2 separate regions of the Mus musculus genome follow, and region 1 is linked to region 2. The links are chromatin contacts, called in public Hi-C maps. All regions are on one chromosome and are shown on one strand. Each heading gives the region's core, a stretch centred on a gene start, on an enhancer-like site or on the middle of the called end of the contact. The rest is flanking DNA. Distances are from core to core; before and after follow the strand shown. Region 1 holds the start of Mtus1 (mitochondrial tumor suppressor 1). Region 2 has its middle 20 kb from the start of Adam24.

Region 1 (6,390 bases), core at 1,506-4,005, 480 kb after region 2:
ACTGTGCCATTTCTCCAAGCCCTAAGACCGTCCTAATGACATATACCATTCTCCACAATTTGTCATTAACATGTGCAAAAGGAAAAAAAAATTGCACAACAGCAGCTACTGCAGAACATAGAAGTTGTAGTCATAGTTCCAGAAGTGACAGCCATATGTGGTTCCTAAACTGTGACTCAGAACTACTAAACATCCATTTTGGGAAAAACCAACATGTTTGACAACACTGAAGTACACTTCTGGAAGTCAACACATCTATAAATGTGTTTACAGGGCAAACACAAATTGAGAAAAATATTTGCAGTATGAACAGATGTATGCCAACCCAACGGCCTGGAGGAGGTTTTTATAAGTAGAAAAATGCCAATATCCCAAGAGGAAAATGTGATGCTACACTGAAATAAAAGGAAAACTATCCCGATGTAGTAGCACATGCCTTTAATCCCAGCACTTGGGAGGCAGAGGCAAGCAGATCTCTGAGTTCAAGGCCAGCCTGGTTTACAGGACAAATTTGAAGATAGTCAAGGCTACACAAAGAAACCCTGTCTCAAAATGAAAAGAAAACAAGAAAAGGAACTAGAAACCCATGTGGGGTACTTGATAACATTTGCAATCCTAGAAATGGAAACATAAATACCAAGATTGCACTCTTCACCTATAAAGCTGGCAATACTACTTCCTTTTAAGGGTGTTAGAAAGACGGTAACACAAGAGCCAGTTCTGGTCTGCTTAGTTTGACTAAGGCGTTTTGGAGACCAAAGTTCAATATTTTTAAAAGAAACTTTTGCACCACTAATTGTGATTTCCAAGGACTTTATCCTAAGGAAACCTACCTTGCAGACAAAATTTTAAAAGCGATTAAGGGTTGCAATAGCATATTTAATTACAGTAACTGAAAATGAAAAGATCAGCTTGTAAAACAAGGTTAAGTAAATCGACACGTGTATAGAATATAATGTGTAACACTTATTAAGATTTTGAAGGCTTTATATAATGGGGGAATTTTCATTATAGTTTACAAAGGGGAGAAAAAGAGAAATGGTGGGATTGACTCTTATTTTCCTGAATGTATCAAACTGTATACATCAGCGGTCCATTCCGGTTGAAATCAGAGCTCTCAGGGTTACTAATCAACATGCTTCTTAAAAGCTTAATTCTTGTAACTCTAGTTTCCAAAAAGTCTACAAGAAATTTATCCAGAATTTCACAATCCTAGCTAAACCCTACAAAAATTATCCTTGAATTCCTAACGGTTAATTAAAAGGTACAGACCTCTCCCAAACACAATTTGTTTCCCACATAAATCTAGTTTTTAAAAGGAACAGGTGAGGGGCTGGGGCAGCTATCAATGATAATCCAGGTGTTTGGTATATACAAAACTCTTCGCTCCATCCATTGAACAAGGGGGTGGGTCACGGGGGGGGGGGGCCGGGGCAGTGGAGAGAGGGTTCAGGTGAAGATCGATACAACATTTTAAAAGTATTTTAAACTAAATTCTATGCCTTTTTTAAAAAAACAGGGCAGGAACAGGTTTTCTTGCATAACTTTTCTTATCGATACAGTTCTTGAGAAATAAATCTGTAAACAAGAAGTTTAAACACACCCACACAACAGAGTACAGATTGCCCTAAAGGGATTGCTGGAGAGAACGGGGATGAACTATTTAAACTGATAACCTATTTGTAAAACATTCCTTACAGAGGTCATATGTTTAGCGGGGGCCCGACCCCACCTCTTTTTTGCCCTCCCACAAGTTGTCTCCGGATCCCCGGAATCCACTCCCACCCCCACCGCGCTGTGATTTGATACCTTGATTGAACTCCAATCACCTGGCAGAACATGAAAGCTCGCTTTCCTCCTGTTTTGCCTAAGACTCTGGTTTTAAGACAAACAAAATACACTGGATTTCCTCTGGTAGAACACAAGACAATTTAAAAGTAGCATTTTGCAGAGTGAGTGCCAGTATGCAAGCTATGTTTACAATTCAATGTGTCACTTTTACAAGTGAAAAGTGAACAGATCACCCTAGTTGGGGGGGGGGGCGCAAAGACTTCGCGGAAATTCGAGCTAAGTCCTCTATTGAGTAATCAATACGGCGACCCTCAACGTGGGCTTTCCCTTAGAGTTTGTAAGAACCCGCAGGCTGCAGGGAGTAAAACCCGCATGAGGACCTGGGGAACTGCACTAATTCCCTTTCTCCCATATTTTCTGCCCTGACTGCTTAGTGGGAATGGACCCCGGCAAGTCGCCCAGCCGGAAGCCTGAGGCTGCCAGGTCCAGAGCCAGAATCCAGCGCTTGGTGGGCGGCTTTCCACCGAGGATGCAAACTTGACAGTTGTCCTTTATCCACAATAAACCCACCGCCTCGGTCACTTTCAAGGTGACAGCAACTGCAGCCCGCTGTCCTGCAGGAGCCCCGCGGGTCCCACGTGAGCTCAGCCTCCCCACTCCTCCTACTTTGAAACCCACTAGGACACCCGCCCCCCTCCCCGGAAAGCCAGTCCGGTCACCGTGAGTGCGTTGCAGTCGCCGCTCCCCAGCTCCTCGTTCTCCGGAGGTCCCCACCGCGGCCGGGATGGGCGACGGAATGGGATCCACTCCGCGCTTGCCCGCAGAGCCGGGGAGCCAGCCCTGGGGGGAGCCACGGCGTTCTGCACCCTCGGCGGGTCCTGCCTTGGAGACGTCTGTACCTGGGGCTTGCAGATCGACCCCAACCCGCACCAGCACCCTGGCGGCCAGGCGGGAACCGGGAACCCGGAGCCCGGGCGTCCCAGCCTCCCCGCCCCGGGCCGCCAGGGGGAGGAGCGAAGGCGGAGGATCCTGGGCTGGGTGGCCTCGCCCCTCGCCCGCGGCGGCTCCTAGAGCCCAGACAAAGGCCAGGTTGCGGGGGGGAGAGGGGGGCAGAAGGGGCAGTGCCCCCCAAAAAAACTAACCTGAGAGACGAGCAGGGGTTCCTTGAGGCACGATGACTCCCGCGGAGCTCCACTACGGTCGCCAGCCGGGTCGGGCTCCCTGGCTAAACGTCAACATAAGCCACAAGCCCCGGGCGTACGTCCTGGATCGCGCTGCACCTGTTGCCACGTGTGTCGCAAAGCCACCGCTGCTGACTGCGCGCTTGGCTGGCTGTCCCGCGCGACCCCAAACCATTCACGTCCTGGTGGGAAAGCTAAGCTCTGCCAAGCCCAACTTTGGGGCCCCAGGACCGTCGGACAGGCTAGCTAGCCAGAGGGAGGATTGGCTCCTCCTGGGTCCCCTCGCAGCCAGAATTCCCTGTCCCGCGAAGGGCTTTGGAGTTGGGAGGTGGGGAAGTTGCAGGCTTATCAGCGTAAGGGTTTATAAGGAAGCAGCACTGATTGTTCTCGGAGAGTCCCACCTGCGCCCTATATTGTCTTCAGACTTCCGAGCAGATTACTAGCGAGCACCTATTAAAGATTAAAGAAACCAGCACTCCGACTGTTAGAAGTTCAGATGGGGGTGGGGTTGGGGTAGTGGGAGAAGCTAGGAAGAGAAGCTAGGTCTGGCCACTTGAAAGCCAAAGTCCTTGTTCTTGAATCAAACTGAGGAAATTTCAGCCTCCACTAAGCATATTTTAATATAAGGTTTTTTCCCTAAAGATTGATAGCCTGCTTGTAACAGATAAAAACATTCCTGAACATGTCAGACAACCCAGAACTCTAAGTTTAATGTATGCATGTGTGTATACATATATAAAACTACGTGGCCTGGGATTGCTGAAAAAGCATTTTCAGTACATTTCTTGGAGCGCAGAGGCGGGGGACGGGGGTGGGGGTGAGGGAGCAGAAGCAGCATTTCAGAGGTTGCCTATACCACGAATGCTGGATGATCTAATAGCTTTGCTGTTTATAGCTTTAAGTGCTTTCACGTGAACAATGATCCATTCTTCGCTCACAAGTAGACCCTGCTGTAAATAGGTTAGATTATTATCTCTATTATTTGAGTGAGGCAACCGAAGCTCAGAAAAGCCAAGTGACTTGCACATGGTCACACTGTGAGGGCAGCCAAGGCAGGCACAAACCCAGCCGAGCAGGCCCGACTCCCCCTTTTTTTCCCTCCATATTCCAGTAGATAACACCTCTTGCTTATCTTTGAAATCCCTGTCGTAATATCAACTCTGTCTGACGTTAGGAAAAAAATCATGTGACTAGTTTTAAAGTGGCACAGCATTAAAAACCATCGGACAATTCTCCCTTGAGCAAAAGGCACCCAACAAAACAAAACCAAAAAAAAAAAAAAGCCCCGGATGTTTTTTTCTGGCAAGTCATGAGATAATTATGCTAATTAGCAACATGCTTCCTCCCTAAGGAAAATCCTCCTTGTGTTAAACATATTATTTAAGCCTTTATAAGCCACGTGCCCCCGATGATTTGGCCCAATATAATCCACACACATCCAGATTCCCACCACCACTGCATTCCATTGTGCGACTTAGTTCTATGTATGAATATGGAATCAGTTTTACTTTTTATTTCTGTAAGATAAATTGAAAGAAGAAAACAAAATTTAAAAAAACAACCACTCACTGAAGTAATTGGAGATACGTCACAGTTTAGAGGCAGTCACGGTGCAGATGTGACTGTCACTTTTTTGAAGGTGTGGAAATCAGAACCTTAGCTTCTCATTGCATTCCCATAATCAGAAGTGATCTGGGGGCATCATCAGAGACTCTGTCCAGCCAAATGGTCATGAACTAAGGCCTATTGGCTTCTCTATCCCTCTTGGTTCTGGGCATATAGCCATGTTCCTGACCTCTGAACTTGAATGCTGACCTGCTCCAGAGTCCAGAATTAAGGATAAGAAGACAACTCTGCATAACTTCGTGGTGTTCTGTTCTAAAGAAAAGTTAGCATGTTTTATCCTCTGGGAGGAAAAATGAAAATTGAAGACTCTATTTAAAAATCCCTGTTTCACTTGGCAGAGTGTCAAAGATGAGAACATGCGATAGCCACCGGGCGTTGGTATAATGAGAAGAGAGGCAGTCAGAGTGCAGATGTAAACGTAACCTAGAGCGACTTCCATAGAGGGAAATTCAAAATCCTAACTGATTAAATAAAGATGCACAGGTTATTTTCACTAGAAACCCCTCAATGAGAGCTTATCTTATATTACCCTGCGGAACTTCCATGAGTATAAAGCCTTGTTTATGTCAGCCTTGTGTCTAGTAACAACATATTGAGAAACAACATACTGATTGATGAAGAACTCATTATAAGGAGTTTGTTTAAAAAAGAGTTATGGCATAATCATAAAACAAATCCTATGAGGACTTGAAAAAGAATGACACAGATCTTTTATTATTATAAAATAATCTAAGATACATCGTGTGCATATTTTTAAGTGCAAAACAATTATCTACTAGCATGTTGCCATTTCTATTAGGCAGAGAAAATCCATATACTTATATTGTATAGTATTTTATTCCTATAAACAAAATAATATGTAAAAATACACTTCCCAAATAAACTCCCCAAATAAACTTCAAGAAATTGATGTAGCTGGTTGTGTTTTAAAATGGAGTCCAGACACCAAAGGGTCAATTTTGAAGAGAAAGTTTTTATTTAATATAATTTCACATGTTCTACATTTTGATCCATGTTAATAGTAGACATTTTAAAGATGCTTCCCCCACTTGAGATCGGCCATAAAGAATGAACATGTTGGGGTGGTGAGATGGTTTACTGGTAAGGAGCACTGACTGTTTTTCCAGAGGTCCTGAGTTCAATTCCCAGCAACCACGTGGTGGCTCACAACCATCTGTAATGGGATCCGATGCCCTCTTCTGGTGTGTCTGAAGACAGGCAACTGTGAACTCACATACATAAAATAAATAAATCTTTTCTTTCTTTCTTTTTTTTTTCTTTTAAATGACTATGTTTTTCCATTAATAAGATAAATGATCATATTGCTTGTCCTCTAATCAGGGGGAAGCAAAAATGTTAAATAGTTGCTTTTAACTTTGCTTCTTCTCTAGTTCATTTAAATAAAAAGACTTCCACCCTCAAAGTCTAGCAAATGTGCTGTGATCCTGTTGACAATGGTGAGATTGTCAATTCCTTTCCCTAGCATTGACATCTGCAGTAAGGCTTGAGCCTGTTTCCCCAGGGTCACATTACATCAGAAGGGGTTAATTCTCAAGGGCTAAACTCCAGGAGTCCCTTGAAGTCCTTTTTTTTTTTTTTTTTTCAAGACAGAGTTTCTCTGAATAGCCCTGGCTGTCCTGGAACTCACTCTGTAGACCAGGCTGGCCTTGAACTTAGAAATCTGCCTGCCTCTGCCTCCCAAGTGCTAGGATTAAAGGCGTGTGCCACCACTGCCTGGCTCCCTTGGAGTCCTTTTTTTCTTTACTCCAATTCACTCCTTTTTTTTGTTACT
Region 2 (6,550 bases), core at 504-3,003:
CATAAGTTAGAATTGATGCGTATCATTTAAAATAAAAGAATAAAAATATAGATAAAATTCATCATAGTATTAGACTAAAGAAAAATAAAACAAATCTGTATTGCCTTCTTAACAGATACAGAAAAGTCATCTCACAAAGTAATATCATTCCCAATTTAAAAAAAAAAATGATGTTAGGCAACTTAGGCAGAGAGACCTACCCTTACCTGATAAAGTCTACAAAGATGCAGACAAAACAATCATACACATAAAATAGATAATTCTAAAGACAAATTAAAAAAACATTTGTCCAGTGAGTTGTGGAGGACTAAGGACCAACATAAAATTTGAAATCATAAGCAATAGCACCATGTATTCTGGTATAGTTTATAATTTTTTTTCATAATAACACTGTAAAGAAAGACTATAGACAAGCCGGGCGTGGTGGTGCACGCCTTTAATCCCAGCACTCGGGAGGCAGAGGCAGGCGGATTTCTGAGTTCGAGGCCAGCCTGGTCTACAAAGTGAGTTCCAGGCCAGCCACGGCTATGCAGAGAAACCCTGTCTCAAAAAACAAAAAAAACAAAAACAAAAAAAGAAAGAAAAAGAAAGACTATAGACATTGTGATAATTATGAGGGAAAATCTTAATTTTGTTTTCTTAAGAAGTACGATAGCTAAGTTATATAGTTATATTCAGAATCACAGGTCCTAACTCACACTCTCACACCCGTTCTTCCACTGGCACAGCTGTTGATGAGGTCACCATGTTACTAGTGATGCTAACGTTCTGGAATCACATAATCCATTGGAATTTTTCACCCAAGGGATCACGTCTTGTTAGAGGGTCAAGGGAAGTGTCTGAGTCTCAACTTCACAGAGATATGTCACATCAGCGCAGGGACAACATTTATAGTGATTTACGTCACAGTAATAGTAGCTGACGTTAGTAGTAAATTACAGTATAGAGGGAAATGTCAAATAAGATATAAAATAAACCAAATCTTTAGATTTTTAATATCACATAACTGTTTCTGTAGCCTCCCCCAGCCTCAAAGCAGGCTGATCCAGACTTTGACCTTGCTTGCCACTAAGAAAATTACCTAGGGTGGAGCCTTCCGACCTAGATGGCTCTATTGTTCTGTCACCAGCCACTGCTCTCCTCCAAGACACTGCTACCTGCTGCGAGGCCCTTGAGATATTCTGGAGGAACATCCTATCTATCTCCAGATACCAAGAATGGACTTACGGGGGATGGGCCTTCCCCCTTATAAGCACACTCTCTTAGCTTGATCAGTACCTTTGTCTTGGCTCCGTTTTCTCTCTCTAGTTTCTCTCTTTTCAGCCCCAGCCTACCTCTCAGGTGTACCCGATTCAAGTAGGCCGCGGGCGGGCATACAACATGTTTCAATATCTCCTCCCTTTCTCTCTCCCCCACTCTTCCTTTATGCCAAATACAAAAATTTCAAATGATTAACTTACGGAAATTATTGGCTCATGAATAAACTATGAAGATTTTAAAGTCTAAAAGACTTGGCGTTGCTGGCAGCCTCTAAGAGAAACGTAGGAGAAGATCCAGGGTCTATGTGAGTTCATTTCACATGGTAGCTGTCTGTTAAACGTTTGTTGAATTAGCCAATTATTCAGATCAACAAATATTTGCTGAGCTAAACTCTGTGGAAGCCACAGGAAGAAAAGGTCTTGTCCTCACGCATCAACGACCTTCCTGAGGAAAACCAGCACCCACACCAGGACTCTGAAAGCCAACTGTGTAAGAGGTTGGGCAGTTAACAAATGGCAAACAATTGCAAGCTTAGCTGGTGGGTCACAGAAAGCCAAGGACTGCACAGTGAAAACAGCCATTCAACAAGAGCACCTCAGGTGAATGGATTACGACGAAGATGGCGACGAAGATGGCCTCAATCGAGCCCCAAAGAATGGCTATAAAGCCTTAGAAAGAGGAAAAATTCTGAAGGAGCTCTCCTCTCAACAGCTCAGAACAGAAAAACACAAAAGCTGTCTACTCAAGTAAGGCCTGTGTTCATTTAAGGCAGGGAGTGTTTGAGATGAAATTGCGTGTGCCAAAACAATTGTCGCTCTTTAGTTACAAATGCCAAAGAAGTGAAATGAAGGGGCAGAGATGTAGCTTAGGGTGCTTAGCTTGCCTAGCAAGTACCAGGTCCAAAACCAGGTAAAATTAAAACATCTCAAGTTCTCGATAGGACCTTGGAGACTAAATAAGTAAATTAGGTAAAATCCAAGTTAAAAATAGGATCACTATCTTTTTATGATTTTCTTTTAATTACTTTGTAAAACTTTATTCAAAAGACTTAATGGAAGGCTAGTGAGATGGTTGGGTGAGGAAAGGTGGCTGTCCCCGACTCTGATGGGCCTGAGTTTTATATTCAGGACCCATATGCTAGAAGGCAAGAACCAGCTCTCTCAAGTGGACCTCTAACTACAAGCACACTGTAGCATGAAGTTTTGGCCCCACAGTTACACACACACACACACACACACACACACACGTAATAAATTTTAAAAAACTTTTAAAAAAGATAAATATCATTTGGATGAGTAATTACTCTTTTCTAGGGTTTTGTCTTTGATTTAAGATTTAAACTATAGCCCCAAACACTGTTCATGAGGAGTAAAAATGGAGATTATTTAAATTATCAGCAACTTACCTCTCCTTTGTGAAGGTGAATACTCAATATGACACACTGAAATCAGAATTCCCTGCCTGTCTTTCAATTTTTATGTTTTTTGTTGAGACTATGTATTATAAGGTTGTTTTTTTGCTTGCTTCTCTTTCATTCACTAGCTGAACATCAGTTAGTCATCTGATCCATTCCATTCACTCTCAGACCACTTTGTTTTCTGAATCTGCAAAGAGCTTTAGTCCCAAGCACACTCTACTCCATGTGTTCTCAACCTGTAGGGTCAAACGACCCTTTCCCAGGGGTCCCACATCAGATACTTACATTGAGATTCATAAGAGTAGCAAGAGTACAGTTAGGAAGTAGTATCGAAGTAAGGTTATGCTTAGGGTCCCGACAGCGTGAGGAACCTGTATAAAGGGCTGCAGCATTAGGAAGACTGAGAACTGTTGCTCTACCTGGGAAGTGGGCCTTGCATTTCCTGCACATCACTAATCTGTAGTTAAATGACAATAAGCAGGAATATCTTTTTCTTGGGAGTGAATTGCTTCGTTTTAAAGTGCACTTCTCTGCCGCAGAATGAGACTGGGACAAAGGCTTTCCAGTTGCTGAGGAAGGCTGATTTAAAAACAACAACAACAACAAAACAAAATTAAAAACAAAAAGAAAAGAAGAAAAGAAATAAACAAAACAAGAAGACACATCTATGACTGGAGAAAACTGTCTTCATCCTTCCAGAGCTGGACGCGTGTGCCAAGAAAGCGTGCTAAGAATAGAAGAAAGTGTTTGCTTTTTGCTGTTTAATGTAGCTGTGAGAGGCAGCTGCAGACCTTCCTGTGGAAACAGTCCCACACCCTGTTCACCCCAAGAATTCTTTTCTTCCAACTAAGAGCAGATCCCTCCCACCACTGGAGTTCATCGGATCATGGAAACTCTTGAGATCCTTTGGGCGACTCTCCCCGACACATCCTGTCTCCTACGGAGCACTCAAACCGCCACACAAGACACTCAGAGTTAGCTATGAGTAAAAGTTTGGTCAGATTAAAACTGTGTCTTGGGAGAGTTGGGAGCTGGAATGTCCAGTTGTTCCTTCTCTGGAAATTGTCTGCTGGTCTTTCAAAACGCAGTTCAAAGTCCCCTCTTCTGTTGAGGCTTTTCCCAGTTCTCTGAGGTAGCGCTTTGTCCTGACCTCATGTTCTCCTGGAGACCTCAGCCAGAACTCTAACCTCAGCACTGGCTACATTGTGTTACAGTATTCTGTTACAAGACCTCCCCAGTTTTATAGATCTAACACCTATCCTGGTACTTGCTGCTTACTTAATCAGTGATTGACAACTGTTGATCACGTGACTATCCAGACCATCACTGTAGCCAATACAGTCTCAGGAGTCACATCTTAGGCGAAATAATTACTTGAATAAAAAATTTAAGCTCTGTATTTTTTAGAGAATAAACTACATTAGAACGGGTGCTTATCTTTTTTAAACTCTTTAATGTGTGCTGAATAAATTATTAACTGCAACCTACTATTAATCAAGTTCAAAGCTTAGAAGGTCGCTCAGCATCCAGCTCAAAATATTTTTAACCATTGGGTTCAGTTCATTTAAGGTAAAAACAAAAAGTCTGCTTACGTCTGTCTTTTTATTTTGTATGAAGTTTCTTTGTCCTGTGTTGGTATAATTCAGCCTTGCTATTGTTTCTAAACTTTGTGGTTCTATGTATGATATTACATAGGAATATCTTACGTAATATCATACACCAAGGTCTGATATCATAGCTTAATTAGGGAAGTCCTTACCCTAAAAGCAGGATGCACACAGTTCAATTCTGAGGACCTGGTGTGCAAACACTAATCCTAATCTTGGGGGCAGGCAGAGCATATCCTCTGGCCTTCACAAGGCTGTGCATGCCCACGTGCACCCATATATACAGTGTCCTCACGGAGAGGTGGGAGGCGGGAAATCTCGCATTCAGTATTTTAGGGACTAAGAAGAACAGAGTCTGAAGTTATATGCTAAACACACACACACAGAGAGAGAGAGAGAGAGAGAGAGAGAAAGAGAGAGAGAGAGAGAAAGAGAGAGAGAGGTTTCACGAAGGTACATCAAGTACAAGATGTCAAATTCTTTAAATTTAATTCTATAACATTAGCTCCATTCAGGTGTTTCAATGCAGTGTTAAATTTGGAAATATTTACTCTGGGAACCCTACATGGCATTTCTGATAAATCACCCAAACTGTGACGTGAGGCCCCAGCATTGGTTTCCTGTTTGTCCTGTCCACTATCTCTCTGTCTATTTAAAATGAGGCAAACTATGGCAGATATCCATCCTCTATGGGATTAAGCTCTAACCTGTCAGACAGTGGAGCTCACTAGAAATGTTGGACAGATCTTTGGATAGGGCTCAAACCCACATAAAACTTGGTAGGAGCAAATCACAAGCATTCATGAAAGCAAAACTAAATGTAGCAAACAGGAAAATCTTCAGGACTAAGAGGTGCTGTATTGAAACTTGTGCTGTAAGTTTCAAGTCTTCCTTGTAAAGTTTAAGTATTAATATATGCAATTCTTTATTATAGTAAATAGTTGTTCCCTGGAAAAGAGCACAAAAGACTTAATTTTTTAAATATCTGTTCCCTCCTCTAGTTCAAAGAATGCTTTCAAACTCTAGACATATATAAGAATGTCTTTTAGTTTTTGTTTTCTTATTTCCTATAGAGGTAAGACCTATCTTCCCATGTAGAGTGTTACTGTTCTTACCCCCAAGAAACATAAAAGGAATACAACGTTTGAATATCTATATCTGAAGACACATCAGAAATTCTTTTGGTCTGTTTTATTATTTCTTCTAAAAATGGTTTTATTTTAGTTTGGGGATTTTCACTTGTTTATTTTGGGGGGCGTGGAGAAGAGTGTCTTCAGAGCCTAATATCATTTGCTCTACAATGAACTATACTACCAACCCCACAATGTACATACACATATTTAAATTTAGATGATCACATTTATTAGAACACAGATAAGAAAACTCAGAAAACTTGATTAAAATTTCATGCTAAGGAAATTGACAAAAAGATCTTAATAACTACTTGAAGGCTATGGAAAGAATTATTTGAGAATACTAAAGGCTGGCCTGGAGAGATAACTTAGCAGTTAAGAGCACTAGCTGCTCTTCCAAAGGACCTGGTTTCAATTCTCAGCACCCACTTGGGAGTCTGTCCCACAGATGTCCAAGAATCTGACACTCTCTTCTGGCCTTTGTGGGTAGTAGGCACATACATGATGCACAGACATACATGCAGGCAAAACACTCATACATATAAAATAGTACAGTAATAATAATACAAAAAGCATGCTTTTTCATGGCACATCTGAGACATTCCGACCCATGCTATTTCATATGTATGTTGAAGCCTAGACATGCCAGGAGAAGACACACACACACACACACACACACACACATACACACGTATATATATGCATATACATATCTATGAATATATATCTCTTTGGATTAGCAGAAAGTAACTGAAAAATCTCAGATCTTTTTGTTTTTATGTTTAACTGTGTATATATTCACTTAACTACATTATCCATGGAGGACAGAAGATGGTCTTAGATTCCCTGGTGCCAGAGTGATAGGGGGTTGTGAGTTGCTCAACATAGGTGCTAGGAACTAAACTTGGGTCTTCCCCAAGAGCAGCATGTGCTCTTAACCACTGAGTCATCTCTACAGTCTGTGGAGACCCTTTTCTGCGACCTCATCTGATCAGTTTGGTGCGTTCCAGGCATTTGTGAGTCTATTACAAACTTTGAGTCCTATCTGAGCCAGAACACATGACACATGGATGCACCATTATATTATTCTCTCCATCCTCCAAGATTTGAGATGCCCTAACACTTAAGATGCA

What was found. Hi-C and Micro-C count contacts between places; a contact is called where the count stands out from the background.
Region 1: a Hi-C map of liver shows a contact between it and region 2, with 1.9 times the contacts expected there. The contact joins the promoter of Mtus1 here to the enhancer-like site in region 2. A contact is called at or near these places in 1 of 484 Hi-C or Micro-C datasets (liver) and 1 of 115 datasets of contacts at active chromatin or transcription factors (bone marrow-derived macrophages).

What each region holds. Positions count from the first base shown.
Region 1 is chr8:41,130,971-41,137,360 of GRCm38.p6, forward strand. Mtus1 (mitochondrial tumor suppressor 1) reads right to left here and starts at 2,756. Exons shown (of 14, transcript NM_001005863.2): 1 at 2,511-2,756.
Region 2 is chr8:40,652,133-40,658,682 of GRCm38.p6, forward strand. No RefSeq gene overlaps it. Among named protein-coding and RNA genes, the nearest start is that of Adam24, 20 kb to the right of the region's middle. Within about 2 kb of position 1,754, at least 9 of the 459 cell types and tissues checked have an H3K27ac peak or open chromatin away from gene starts, as enhancers often do. A contact at or near this core is called in liver, where this site is marked.